Linked DNA regions of Zea mays: region 1 is linked to region 2. A link is a contact called in public Hi-C data. All regions are on one chromosome and are shown on one strand. Each heading gives the region's core, a stretch centred on a gene start, on an enhancer-like site or on the middle of the called end of the contact. The rest is flanking DNA. Distances are from core to core; before and after follow the strand shown. Region 1 has its middle 87 kb from the start of LOC100280855. Region 2 holds the start of LOC100280855.

What was found. A called contact is a pair of places that touch in the nucleus more often than the background predicts.
Region 1: a contact with region 2 is called in a Hi-C map of ear, with 2.7 times the contacts expected there. The contact joins the enhancer-like site here to the promoter of LOC100280855 in region 2. A contact is called at or near these places in 3 of 25 Hi-C or Micro-C datasets (bundle sheath, ear and leaf).

What each region holds. Positions count from the first base shown.
Region 1 is chr4:142,147,361-142,154,427 of Zm-B73-REFERENCE-NAM-5.0, reverse strand. No RefSeq gene overlaps it. Among protein-coding and RNA genes, the nearest start is that of LOC100280855, 87 kb to the right of the region's middle. Within about 2 kb of position 4,442, at least 14 of the 20 cell types and tissues checked have an H3K27ac peak or open chromatin away from gene starts, as enhancers often do. A contact at or near this core is called in ear and leaf, where this site is marked.
Region 2 is chr4:142,061,323-142,068,454 of Zm-B73-REFERENCE-NAM-5.0, reverse strand. It overlaps LOC100280855, which reads left to right and starts at 5,010. Exons shown (of 8, transcript NM_001153775.1): 1 at 5,010-5,144; 2 at 5,228-5,451; 3 at 6,948-7,086. The coding sequence starts at 5,127.

The DNA of each region.
Region 1 (7,067 bases), core at 3,193-5,692, 87 kb before region 2:
AGTGAGAAAGATTTTGAAATAGCAAGGGAGGTGGCAAATGCACCGGGGCTTGCCTTCGTTTACAGGTGATTCAGGCTCGGATCCACAAATGTTGAAGTAGAAACTATTCCCGGCCTGAGTGTCCAAAGGTGGTTGTACTTGCTCTTCAGTTACTTCTACCTCTTCTTCTCGTTCTAATCATAACCATACATATGTATAAGAATGGATGCCATGGGATGCTCATGAGGATGCAAAGACAACATAAACTTATTATTTATGTCTTGAATACAACTTGCCTTCACGGAGTTCCGGGAACTTAGGGTTTCCGGAGTCGGTAAAGGAGTTCATAGGGCAGGGGGGGTGTTTTGGGGTTTGGTGATCAAACAAGGTCCAAATCAATTCAACCTTTACCCAAGGCTTCTCAATATTGAATAACACTCATATAAAAATTTTGGGCATTTTAGGACCTATCAATTATTTTCTAAAAATCTATAACCAAGACTTTTAACTACTTTAAATACCCTAAAATTTCTTACTTCCACTAAAAATCACCAACTTATTTTTGTTAAATACTATAGAAAATAACAAACCTAGGAAAATTAGTTTCACAATTTTAGCAGTTTTCTACATTTTTCTACACATTTTTGAATCTCTGCTGAAAAAGAAAAAGGAAAAGAATTAATAGAACTGGGCGGAATTCAGCCCAGCGACCCAAGACCAGGGAGGAAAGCGCCCGCGCGCGCGCCCGCGCAGCGCTGGCGGCTTTACAGAAAGGTCCTCGGGGTTTTTGTTAACTGGAGATGGGTTCGGTCACTGTTACGTTGAGTCACTGACTGTTTGCAGAACACCCCTCTGATTTCTATTCCTTCGCGGGGGAAGGTCCACGACGGTGCTCACGCGGAGGACGAACTCCGGTGAGCGCACAGACCGGCCGGATGGGGCTATTACCGGCGCCTAGCTTTAGACTAAACCCAATTCAAGACCAAGGGAGTATTTTCCCCAATTTAATTGCGCTAATGATCAAGTGGTGTGTTCTGGTCACGGTGACCGGGAGCCGTGCGGCTAGATCGCCGTGTTCCCGGCGGTTGGTGGTCTCCTAGCGCAATTGTGTGGGTTGTCGAGCATCACCGGCGTACAGAGAAGCTAGAACAGGAACAAAGAGGGTATGAGCAGACCTGTGGAGGGCTGGCCGCGGTGAGGTTGATTTCGGGTGGCGGAAATTTGATTTGGGGGAAAACCGAAATTCAAGCGCACTGGTGCACGATTGCTAGCGATTCACGGTGGCTAGGTGGGTGATGATGTTGCGAAGCTAGTGGGGGCTTCAATTTATAGGCGGAGTGATCGGTGGCCGCAAATTTTGGACGAGCAACGCGGCGGCCGGAGGGGAGGAAGAAGCCTGGCGCGGTGAATACGTGGCTACTGCCGTGGCAAGCTCCCCGGCGACGATGGGACGGGTAGAGGGAGTCATGGCGACGCTGTAAAACGGCTAGGCCACGCGGCGCACGGTCAGGAAGCGGCGGTCGACGGCGAACTTATCGTGCCAGCCGCAAAGCAGAAAGGAAGACAGGAGAGGGGGTCGTCGGAGTGGTGGCCAGCTCACCGGCGGTAAGGATCTTTACCGAGCTGTGCATAACCGATGACCACGACGCACGAATCACGAAGAGCAGGGATCAACGGTGATGGACACCGGCGGCGAGCAGGGGGGGTGAACCTGCGATCTTCTTTAGTTTGGAACTACTGTACCATGGTGAAAACCTGATTCAGTCGCCTGACAGAGCACATTGGGGCCACTTTCTCTCTCAATTTTGAATGGTAACTTAACCCAAGCTCTGCATCAAAGTTGTAATGCTACTTACCAGCTACAAATCAACTATAGGGATTAAACCTATTTAAGCACTGGATCAAGGTTTAATTCAAGTCCAAAGTTAGCTCTGTTGCACTGAACTTCTGAACTTCTGACTGAATCAGCCTGACAGCCAATCTTCAGGCTTAATTATCTCCCATATTCTCTTAACAACTTTGCTCACTTCCTTAAACAAAGTTGTTCTCCTATGATTGAGCTACAAACTTGATGTGGTGACCTAGGGCAAAAACCCTATAATTTGAAAGTTACAAAGCCCCAAAGTGGAGCCTTTAACACTAAATTTCAGACTTGGTATAGAGCTCAAATGAGGTCCATTTTGCATTTAAGTCCAAAACTTAGGGTTTGGCTTGTAAATTCACATATTTGTGAACCAAAGGACTTAAGACACTTATTTGGCTTGGTTTTTGCACTTTAGTCCAAAAGTGGACTAATTTTGCATATAAACCCCTAGGGTTTGGTTTTAGGGTTTTCCAGGGTTCCAATTAAGGTTTCTGGTATCTCAGGGGTATAAAAGTGATTCAAGCTTATTCTTAGGGTCATTTTATGACTTTTACCCTAAAGTACTTAGGTTTTCATAACTTGGGTTAAGTTTTATCCCTTTAACCACTATTTAGGGTTAAGTCCATTAACCAGGGTTCCATTTGCAAAAACAGTAAAACAATACAACTTGTTTGAAATTTTTGCCTAGTGAATGCACTCTAGGTGTGTCACACATATGCAATGCCAATGCTTATGATGTCATGCTCAAGTTTTAGTTATAGTAACACCAGGGGTGTTACAGGGTTTTACATCAGCCGATCCTTTGAAGGAAGTTGATATAGGAGATGGTAGCACTCTAAGACCGACTTTTGTAAACGAGAACCTGAAATCCGATCCTATGGACATAATGATCAGGTTATTAAAAGAGTTCTCTGGTTGCTTTGCTTGGAGTTATACTGTGATATCAGGATTAAGTCGAGCGCTAGTAGAGCATCATCTGCCTATTAAGCCCGGTTTCAGGCCATTTAAGCAAAGGTCAAGACCATTTCATCCAAATTTGATCCCTAAGATTAATGACGAAATACATCGGCTCTTAGAGGCTAACTTTATTAGGCCTTGCAGATATTGTAACACCCTGAATTTGGAGGTATAAAATTTATTCCCTACCTACCAAATTCAGGTGTTACCTCTTGTTTCTCTCTCTAGATTTCTTCTCTCTCCTTTTTACTAGAACTATGTCTAGTTTGTAGGGGATTAACTATTTATTTAATATAGCAAAACCTATGTGAGTCAGAAATGTTGCATCGTGCTGAGCCTAAATTATTCTTTTGGTTGATGCACATGTTTGAATTAATTTGAATTTTAATTGGGTTTGAATTTGATTTGTAATCCACAAAGAAAATAAAAAAACATTTGGAAAATTCTAGAAAAAGAAAAAGCGAATTCAGCCAGCAGATATAACACCCTAAATCCATAAATTGAAAACAACTTAGTTTTACGTTTGCAAATAATGGTGATATAAATATGGAACAATTTCTTTAATATAAAATTTTTCCAAGTGATTGATGCATCCATGTCGAAGCATAAATTTTGTTTGATGTATCCATTTTTTGCATTTAATTTGGTGAGAAAATCTCATTTTATGAAATAAGAATGAGTTATCAAAATAAGTGTTTTTTGGAACATACTTTTTGGTAGGTTAATAATTTTCGTTTGTAGATATTTCATTTTATTGATCTCGTTTTCTAGAGTCCAAAGTATTTAAATAATAGACTTTTGACTATAATAAGTTATTCTAATTTATTTATAAATTATTAGTTTTAAATTTATTATATTTTCTGAAATTATAAATTATTAGTTTTAAATTTATTATTATTTTTGATATATATATATATATATATATATTTATATTAAGATTTATCTATTAAAAAGGAAGAAAAATACAAAGAAAAAAAACAAACTCAAACTCACGCACGTCTTGGTGCCTTTCGGTCAGCCCAACTAGAACCCAGCCTTTCTCGTACCAATGACACGTGGGACCCCTTGTTAGACATTTCTTTCTCCTTCGATTGAATGCTTCGTTCTCAGGTGACGCCGCCGCACGATCTTCATCGGCGCAGCTGCCTCCTCGCCTCGCCTCCCTAGCCGTTCGTCGCCCCAGCCAGTGGAGCTCCCACGCGACCCTCTCCTCTACCCTCCCCATTAACTGCCGGCAGTTTCCCTGTCCACTACTACGAGTGTCGTTAATGTAGAACGCCGGAACGCCACTACCGACACACTCATCGCCGCCATTAATGATGTGGCCGCCGCTCTTCATCTCTCCCCAGCGCTCTCTCTTCCTCCCTCTCTATAAATCCCTCGCCCAAGCCCCCGTAGAGCCGTTTCCGGTCACCCAGCCCCCATAGAGCCGTTCCCGGTCACCCAGCTCGCCCCGCGCCCTCCCATTTATCTGTCGCGAGAAGCTCACCGCCGTTCTCTATTTGTCGCTGGAGCCGCACGCCGTCGGAGTGTCAGCAGCAGTACAAGGAACACGTTGAGAAGCACGGTGTGAGAAAGCAGAAGACATCGACTAGAGCTGGAACTCACGTGAATGGGCTCTAATGAACCATGTAATGCGTAATGGGCCAAAAATGAGCCGTATAATAATACATCATAGGCTGATCTCGTGCTCCTATATAGGAGCCAAACTGTAAGGCCCCGTTTGTTTTCTTTCATTTCGAGGAATTGAAATCTTACTAATGGAATAGGCTATTTTTTTAGAATATGACATTCCACCACTTTCCAAAGTTATCATATAAGCCTACCTCAAATTCATGGGGTGATAGATAGAAATTGATTCTATAGATTTACATGTTATTTTTCCGATGTACAACTTATAACACATTCTTCTACTTGCGCCTCTATAACATAAATGTAGTATATAACTATCTCTCTCATATGATTTTGGATAATATACAAATATATTACATATATAAATATATAAACTTAATTAGTTTTGTCTAAATTATAATTATTAAAATGGAATTCAATTTCAACTAAACAAACGGGCCCTAAGAGGAAAGCATCAGAGAAGATATACGAGAACTCCACCCCAGAAGCCTCCGTGCTCCTGTCTCCATCTTCCCAACTTCTCTAACTCTTTCCCCTTCCTCACGCCATTCCCTGCCTTCTCCTTCACGTCGCTAACACGGAGTCGTTCGCCGCCGACGCCCAGCCCCGAACGCTGGCCATCCCCTGCTCACTGCAGAGCCCTGCTGCCATTTCCTCGGCCTCCAGTTGTTGCTGTACTCTGACCACCATCGCCGAAGAGCATCGTCGCATGCTCCTTTGCCAAGCCCCTCACTGAATGCCACGCTCGTGTGCTCATCTCCAAATCGTCGACGTCTATGCTCGTCGTCTGCACGTGCCAACTGCTCTGCTTTGCACCGCCGACGCCGTGCCGCTCGCTGGTGAAACTCACCGGTGTCGTGCCTTAATATTCGTCTCCGTGCTGCCGAGTCGCTCCAACGTCGTACGTCAAAAACCATCGCCACCGAAAGTCATTCCCCTTTGATGTAGTGTTGTTATGCTCCCTACGTTATAAGGTAGAAGAAAAATATTTTTTGCCTGCTACCCTCTAGTTTAGCCCTGCGCTAAATTTGTTTACTAGTCGATATTCTAATCGAAAATCTATTGACTTCAGAAAAATCTGATTAAGCATTTTTAATTACTATTTCTTATCAATTCTTATGTTCTCGTAATTTATTTGAATCATGTTCATTATAATCAATTTATTTGTAGATTTTCTAAATAAGGAGATAAAAGTATAGAGTACGGATTTTCATAACAAAAACATTAGAAATTTAATTACATGTTTATCGTTCTCGTAAATCTTGACTTATATTTATATTCAAAATTTATCAATTTATACGCATATATTGTCTATTCACACTAAGAAAGAATAGAGTTTTCTAATAACGTTAAAATGACTTAATTAGGTGCTCATACCCTTATAGCTAAATTAAATTGATAGTTTATATAATGTCGGATATAGTTTCCTTATTAATAAATTAGATCATTAGTGCCTAAATTAAAACTAAACAGAAATAAGAGCTTAATTATCTTCATAAATTATTAATCAAAACTATAGCCAATTTGTGCATAACTGCATATATGGCATTATTAATCATTTCATAGAATTTAGTCCAAATTATACATATCACCTAGTTTTTTTCCTAAAAGATAAAATAAAGAAATTAGTGTTCATGTTCTTTCTATAATTAAAATGCTAGTTATGAATGTAGCTTTCTTAATAAAGTACAGATCATGTGTTTTCTAATGAAATTAAAAGATGGTTATTTGTTCATTATCTTTTGCTTGAAAATCCATAAGGCGTATAACCTAGCTCTTCATAAATAGGTGTTCAAAAATATGATTATGATCTTTTCACATAAAATATGTTTAAGTTATTTATTAGCTTTAAATAAAATCGATGATTTATAATGAGTTTATAATCTTATGAACCCTTAACCTTATGCATACCATATATGACTTTTATAAACGATTAAAATGGTAGACCTAATATTTGTATATTTATGATTAAGATATTTTGAACCTTAGGTTTTGTTATGTATAATTTGATCAAACCTTTTTTTTAAAATAGCGCCTTTTTGTTATAACCATTGCTTGTGATGTTTTTGAAAAGCAAATGTTCTTTTCATTATGCTTTATTTTAGCTTTGTCTATGGTAAATGTTGTATGTTATTGAATGGTGTATGTTTCTTGTTTGTTTATGAGATGTTCAGTAATTGATCCCATATTTGAGAATCAAGATTCAATTTTGAGAAAGAGCCTCAAATATTCTATAAGCAAGGCAAGTGGACTTCTCCCCTGCATATTCTGTCTGATCCCATACAATACATTTAATAAAGTGTGTTTTTGGATATGTGCATAATTTGATGGGTTACCTATTCAGATACATCTAATCTTTCCAACCTTATTCCTAGTTTAACCTGGGATTATGATTTAATCAAATAGCTATGCTATTGCTATAACTTTAACTTCATGCTGGTACTCCTGCTCATAATATTAAAGTTCCAAAGGGTAAGATTAAATTATTGTTGTTAATCCGATGATTAAGCAAGATCATATTGTGATAATTGTAACATGGAGTGACCACCTAGGAAAACAGTGCGACCATGATGTGGTATGGGACGCCCTTGGCTAAATAACTAGGGAAGTCTTGTGTTGGGGTGCTGGTCTTGGT
Region 2 (7,132 bases), core at 3,761-6,260:
AGTGCGCTCGTGTGCACCCATCAGAACAAATCTACTACCTTCCAAAAAGGGCTAAACAACGCACCTATGAGAGTTCGGTAGAACCTCCAAGCAAGTGCATGAACTCCCTTGGAGGCTCGGGGGCTACTGTCAGGTACCATAATTAGGGGTACCCAGATTATGCCCCTAAGCATACCTGACACCCGAGTACCAGGGAATCATAAGGCATAAAACGCGCTCCCTGAGGTCACGCATGGTCGAATCACGATTTGCTTGATACCCCACTTGACGACTGTCCAAAACTACGCCTCACCCGAGCCCATCCTCGGGTGGAAGGATGCGCCCGCGTGGACCCTCGACTCGCCCGAGGAGCCCCCTTAGATGGAAAGAAAAATTTGCCTCACCCGAGGACATCTCGGGCAATGGCCTAGCTTCGAGCCTGGCCTCGGCCAAAGTTCTCAGGAACCTCAAAACGAGTGGATTAAATGCGACCGGTACGAACACCTGCTCTGCCAATGATGTCGTAGTCAACAAAGGATGATGGGACCATGGTCCCATCACTTTCACCACCCACAATGATGCACTCCCAAGAATATCGGGCACTACTTCCCCGCTTTTGTCACTATTCTCAACAACTCTGGACGGGACATACGATGTCTAGGCACAGCCTCAGCCTCAGGAGGAAACTCTGCCTCACTCGAGGTCCGCCTCGGCCTCACCCAAGCTCAGTCTCGGCCAAACTGTCCTGGCAATGGCACATTTAATGCCACCAACTCCCCATGAATCCTGTGGGGTACCACTCCGACTACTGTTCTGACCACTCCCAGCATGGCTGTGCGCCCATGCACAGTCCGGCCTTGGCCTTGGGAGAAGTCTCCATCTTGCCCAAGCATGGCCTCGGCCCACGACATCAACAGTAGAACGCCCAACGCCACCAACCCTCCCGCAAAAACCGATGACACCGGGATGGCTACAGAAACCACAGGGTTGGTGTCAGGTCCGCTTTACACCATTCCGCATGACACATGGGTCGGATTACCATGCACTTTTTGCCATACTGATCGCTATTTCAACCACTATGTCTCAGTCGTCTCGTCCACAAGATGGGCTCGGGTACACATCCGAGCCCCCGACCCTGGCCTCGGCTCTCTATTTGGTCAAAATACGGGATATAGGAGGGGACATCCTCCTCCTAAACAAAGGCAACAACCAGGACAGGGGCCATCCCAGTGGCCATACTTCTACATGTTAGAAATATGCCCTAGAGATAATCATAGAGATGAGCATATTTCTTTGTATCCATGATATATATTGCTTAATTGAATATCCATGAAAGACACCTTGTATTTATTAGCAATTATGTGAACTGTTTGTGAGATTCTTTACTTGTATGGTTATTCTAAATGATGTCCCTAGTCAGAGTCGATGACTAGCACATGTATTAGTTGATGACTACATTTCACAGGTCATGGACATGGAGATGTTAAACTAATAATGTGGGCGCATGTATGACATGAGGCTGGACTAACCCAACATGAGATATTGTAATATAGTTCTCTTTTTGCAACATGTATATTGTATTCTTAGACCTGAGATTGTCGCATGTTCTCAAGATGTGAATTGACTTACTTAGGGACTATCAAACGCTACTTCATAAATGGGTAGTTATAAAAGTAGTTTTGGGTGTGTTAGGAAGCATGCTGTGAGGCATGGTCAGTCAAGATGGAATTTGTCCCTCTCTTCTTGAGAGAGATATCTCTAGGCCCCTCGAGTGATTGGATCAAGAAATGCATGGTCGTGCTAGGGTTAAGTGTTAACCAATGAAAGGATTCTAATTCATAGTATCAAGAAAGAGAGGTCAGATTAGAGCCAGACCAAATATCATGAGACAAAGGGAACAACATGTACGTAACATTGCAATGGTTCATCTGATATGATCTTTACGTGCATATAGGAGTTGACATGTCTTGCTACAGGCCACTGTCAATTATTGGGCCAAGTAAGAGTACTTGGGCCATGTTTATATGTACGTGAACCTATAGGGTCACACACTTAAGGGGAAGGAAGCCAAACTCGGATTAGATCCAAAATTAAACAGGGCTTTAGGGTTACTGATGGGCCTAGAAGTTAGAAGCTCACCTGAACAACTATATAATGAGGAGCATGAGCGCGGTTAAGGTAACCCTAATTCGCCACCATTAAACGAGTAGCCGACCGCCCCTCGCCCTCACCTAGCCGCCATCGTGAACCTAGCAGTTCGGAACGCGGCGCTTCCTCCCTATACATGTGGATACCTCAGAGGTGCTGCATCTGGAGCACTAGGATGAACCACACGAGGACGTGAAGGTCGTCGACGACTGCACAACACTGCTCGACGCGTCCGTCTACATTAAGACGTCTTCCACTGCCCTACGCGTCTAGTGGTAATTCCATGATCTATAACTGTGGTGGTTTCTAATTTTATGGGGTCAAAAATTTTGTTTTGCGCTAGTGTAGCCTCCCCATAATCCATCACTACAGGGGCTCGAGTTCGCCACCACTCAAACACTACGACAACCCTTGTACTCCTAGACTCCCTCCTTAAGGCTATAAAAGGAGGAGTCTAGGGCCTCTAGAGGACAGTGGACAAGACTTGATCGTTCGCCCTCCACTTTCGATAAATGGCACTAGCCTCAATCACTCACAGAGACTTGGGATCCACTCCCTCTCTCGACCAGCTTGTACCCCCTACTATGAGCACTTAGGTGCAAGATAATACTCTTCCCCCCACGTTGGAAGTAGGGCCTTCTACTGCCCGAACCAGGATAAATCTTGTGTCTTCTTGCATCATCCATCTAGATCGGGACATGTAGCACAAATACACTAGTTGGTTAGGACCCTCAATTCAAAACACCGACAACACCAATTAGGATCTCGAAGATTATGCTACAATACTCGGCCCGCTAGTGCAAAAGAGCAATTTTTTGTAGTTCTCTCAATGGATTTTTTAGATTTGGGGCTATAAATACCCAAATAACTAGCCTACTAGAGTCACCAATCACTCTTAGAGCTAAGCATCATTCCAAAGCATTTGTGCAACACCACCAATTCTTTCTAAAGAGATCCAAGCACCCATTTGAGTTGAGATAGTGATTTAGAGAGGGTGTGCTCTTGTGATATAATTTCTTGGTGTTGTGTACTTGCTCTTGTGTGAGTGATATTTTGTTGTAAAGGCTAGCAAGAGACTCTATACTTTTTATGGAGTGTCTTGCGAAGACTTTGTCTCTATCTCTATCTAGTGGATCCAAGGGCTCAAGTTGATCGGTGGATCACTTGAGAAGGTCGAGAGAGACCTAGTCCTGTAGGACAACACAACGAGGATATAGGTTCTTCGGAGCCAAACCTCGGTTAAAAAATCACATGCTTGTGTGTCGTTACTTTCTATTGTAATTTGTTCCTCTCTCCCCACTTCTAAGTTCTCTTGCCTCGATGTAATTCTAACTCGCTTGTGTTGCTCTCCGATCTTATTTTGGCACTTATAAGAGCAACAAGTGAAAGAAAACTATTTCCCCTCACTTAGACTATATTCTCTATCATTCAAAAACTTAATCAGGTCAAGTTTTTGTTTAAGTATTGAATTTTCAGGTGCTTCCTATTCACCCCCCTCTAGACGAATATCACGTGGTAGGACGCATAGCACCTCGCATGTGTCGCTATAGTGACATACTATTGCCACAACCAGAAATGTTGGGTCCTCATTATGAGGAGACGATGGACACATAGTGGTTACAAAAATGTCATGAGTCTTCTGACTCAACCAATCCTTAAGGGCTTGTTCAGTTAGGGGTGGATTGAGGGGGATTGAAGGGGATTAAATGCCCTCCTATTCTAGGGGGTTTAATCCCCTTCAATCCCCCTCAATCCACCCCTAACTGAACAAGGCCCGACCAGGTATGTGGTATGGGTGGTTCGGGTGCATGGCACGCCTAGAGCCCACCACGAACATCAAACCCCAGGCCCATGTGGTGCCTCTAGAGCCCTCCCGTCCGAGGCCGTCGAGGGGCATCTAGAATACATGTGGTGTGCCTAGAGCCTGGGTGTTGGGGCTACCGTGTCTCACGCAATAGCCGATGGAGCAGGAGCTTGAGGGGCCTACACTAGGGGTCCAGAAGCCTCCTAAGGGGTCCGAGGGCCCTGGCGGGACCCTAGGGGCATGTGGTGTCGTCGGACCCCACGGGTGGCAAGGAGGCCACATGGTGCAACCGAAGCTTGCCAGCGGGCTCGCGAGAGCCATTTCAGGAGGGTGCCTTTTCGAAGGCCTAAGTGGCGAGGGGCCCATTGCGCTTCCGCGTGGTAGGGGTCCCAGTCATGTATTCTGCTGACTCCGCAGTGGGGTCTTGTCGTCTTGAACCATATCGAGAATGGAGTCTGTAGCCTGTCCTTTCTACGCAGATCTAGTTTGACTATAGCACGTAGGGAATCCGCACCCAAGGGTGCTGATAAATACCCTATATAAATGTGTGTACCAAAATTTAAACAAAAATGATAAATAAATTAATCTATATAGTATAAAGTGGTGATTTGTAGTTGAATGTTTATGAATCTTAGTTGAATATTATATTATTTTAAAATTATTATACCAGGTATATTTGTATTATAGACTCTAAATATACTTTTATACAAGCTATATTTGTATTTTAGATTAAAAATCCCATATATCTAATGTATTTAAAATTAGTCTTTTTAATATTAATTAAAATTTTATCATTTTATATCACTAGTAATATAAGATTAACACAATTATTTATTTATTATATAAATAATTTTTAACATTTTAAACGGTGTACATCATCTTTTAGTATATTTATTCAATCTAAAATTATTTGTAATTAGTAATAAAATTTAAGTTTTAAATGATTTTATCAAATATTTTTTATGGATAGTATAGTATATTTTACGGTTTTGTTGGTAAAAAAATACTAAAAACCAATATTAAAATTGCCATTAAAATTTGATTTGAACAAATACGAATACGGAGTTGGTTGGGACTTGAACGGGAGAGTTCGACCAAAATTCCCACGCCCGGCGGTTCTACGGTCGAGCCAAGCCCCCTCAACTGCTGAACGGAGAGTTCGACCTAGCACGCCCGGCCGCCGCCGCAGCCCGCAATGGCGTCCCTTTTCAAGGTACGGATCCCAAAACCCTAATTCCCCGAGCATCGGATCCCCTCGCCTCGCGGTGCTGACGCAGCTTCCCCTGCTGCCTCCAGGACCCCAGCAAGCTCTCGGCGTACAGGGACCGCCGGTTCAAGGGGACGCAGGAGGAGTATGAGGCGGCGCTGCTTGCGTCGACAACGCTGTACATCGGTAATATGTCCTTCTACACCACGGAGGAGCAGGCCTACGAGCTCTTCTCCCGCGCCGGCGAGATCAAGAAGATCATCATGGGGCTCGACAAGAACTCCAAGACCCCATGCGGTTTCTGCTTTGTACTGTGCGGGCCTCTTCCCTTCCTTGATACGTCGCGTTAATTGGCTCTTTGATTTTGGATTCGGTGCTGTAGTTTCCTTCAATCTACAGGAACATAACCTTCGCCCTAGTTTAATTAGAAGGGGAGATAGTCCCAATTGTTCTGCTGGAATGTAGTTTGATGCAATTAGACGCTGAGTAGATGGGTTCCAGACCTGTTTATGTATTGATTTGTTTCCTCAGTAGTGTGAGTTGTTCATCTGCTAGTTGCAATTGGACATTGCTTCGTGAAATTTTATTTGCTGCCAGGAACATGTGAGATGCCTAGAACATGAATAGAGAACTGTGCTATCTCAGCATGTACATTCCTCAGGATATTGCAATAGATTGGATGGAGCCCAACTGCTTGTTGAGGGGGGGGGGGGGGGGGAGGAGGTGGAGTAAAGAGCTGAGTACTAGCTTGATCATTGATGACGATTATGAGCGCAACGACGTGTATATGATGCAATGACTGATGGACATGGCACTTAGCTAGCTAGCGACATGACATACATTTATTAGCTCTCTGCAGTGGTGTGGTACATGCATATCTATGGAAAAGCAATGGGTACGGACAGGGCAACCCCGCAGCAGAACGCCATGGGCGACGGCGCTTGCCTCTGCTGTATGCTGCATTTCATCATAGTGTATATGTATTTATCTCTTATCTTGCCGCCCACCCCTAAACAATTATCTTCAACTGCTCCTATGGTCACTGTTGATTTTTGCACTCTAGTGAGGGTGTGGTATAGTTTGTCAATTTTGATGAGAGTTGAAATTTAGTAACATATAATGTTCCAAACTGGTGATTTCAGTGGCCATTTGGGAATTTTTATATGTAAAAGCTTGTACCACAGCTGTTTTCTGTGCTTGGTTCTGAGCCCTTCACCAGAAGCCTAGGATGTGAGTTCATGGGCACTGATATTTAGGTATGCACATTTTATTATAGTCTGAGTGTAAATTTTCCTTAGGAGTTATTGGGTTGTTGCAATTATGATTGATTCCTTATTTATAGAGTGAGAGATCAAGGGTTACAATGAGAATATGATGTTATTTATGCTTAAGTTTTGCTAAACCGATAACAACTATGCAGTTAGTCTGCTTTTTTCTCTGCTTGCAAGGTTTCTATGTTTTTGTTTCCATGTTTAGTTTGATGTGGTTCATGTGTTTCATTCTATATTCATAAGATGAGAATCATCGTTTTTTTAATTTGTAACCAGAGCATAGCTTATTGAATTTAGAGATGCAAAATGTTTTGTTGGGTGCAGTGTGTCAGTCTGTCTTGTTCTGGACAAACTCGCTATTCTGTTAGGTTCATAGGAGCTACACATTCATCAGCTGTCAATTTTGAAAAAAGGAATTCTGCTGTGCACGCATGTATCTGTGCATTGCAAGAATACTGCATTAGTCTGGTTTGACTGTTAGTATCTGTTGCTTTAATGGCCATACTTACGCCTATGCAATTTGATTCTCTCTTTCCAGGTACTACTCTAGGGAGGATGCTGAAGATGCTGTCAAATACATTAGTGGAACGATGCTTGACGATCGTCCAATCCGCGTTGATTTCGATTGGGGCTTTGAAGAAGGCAGACAGTGGGGCCGTGGACGAAGTGGTGGACAAGTAGTGCCTTGGTCTTATTCTAACAAATATACATGGGTTTCTACAT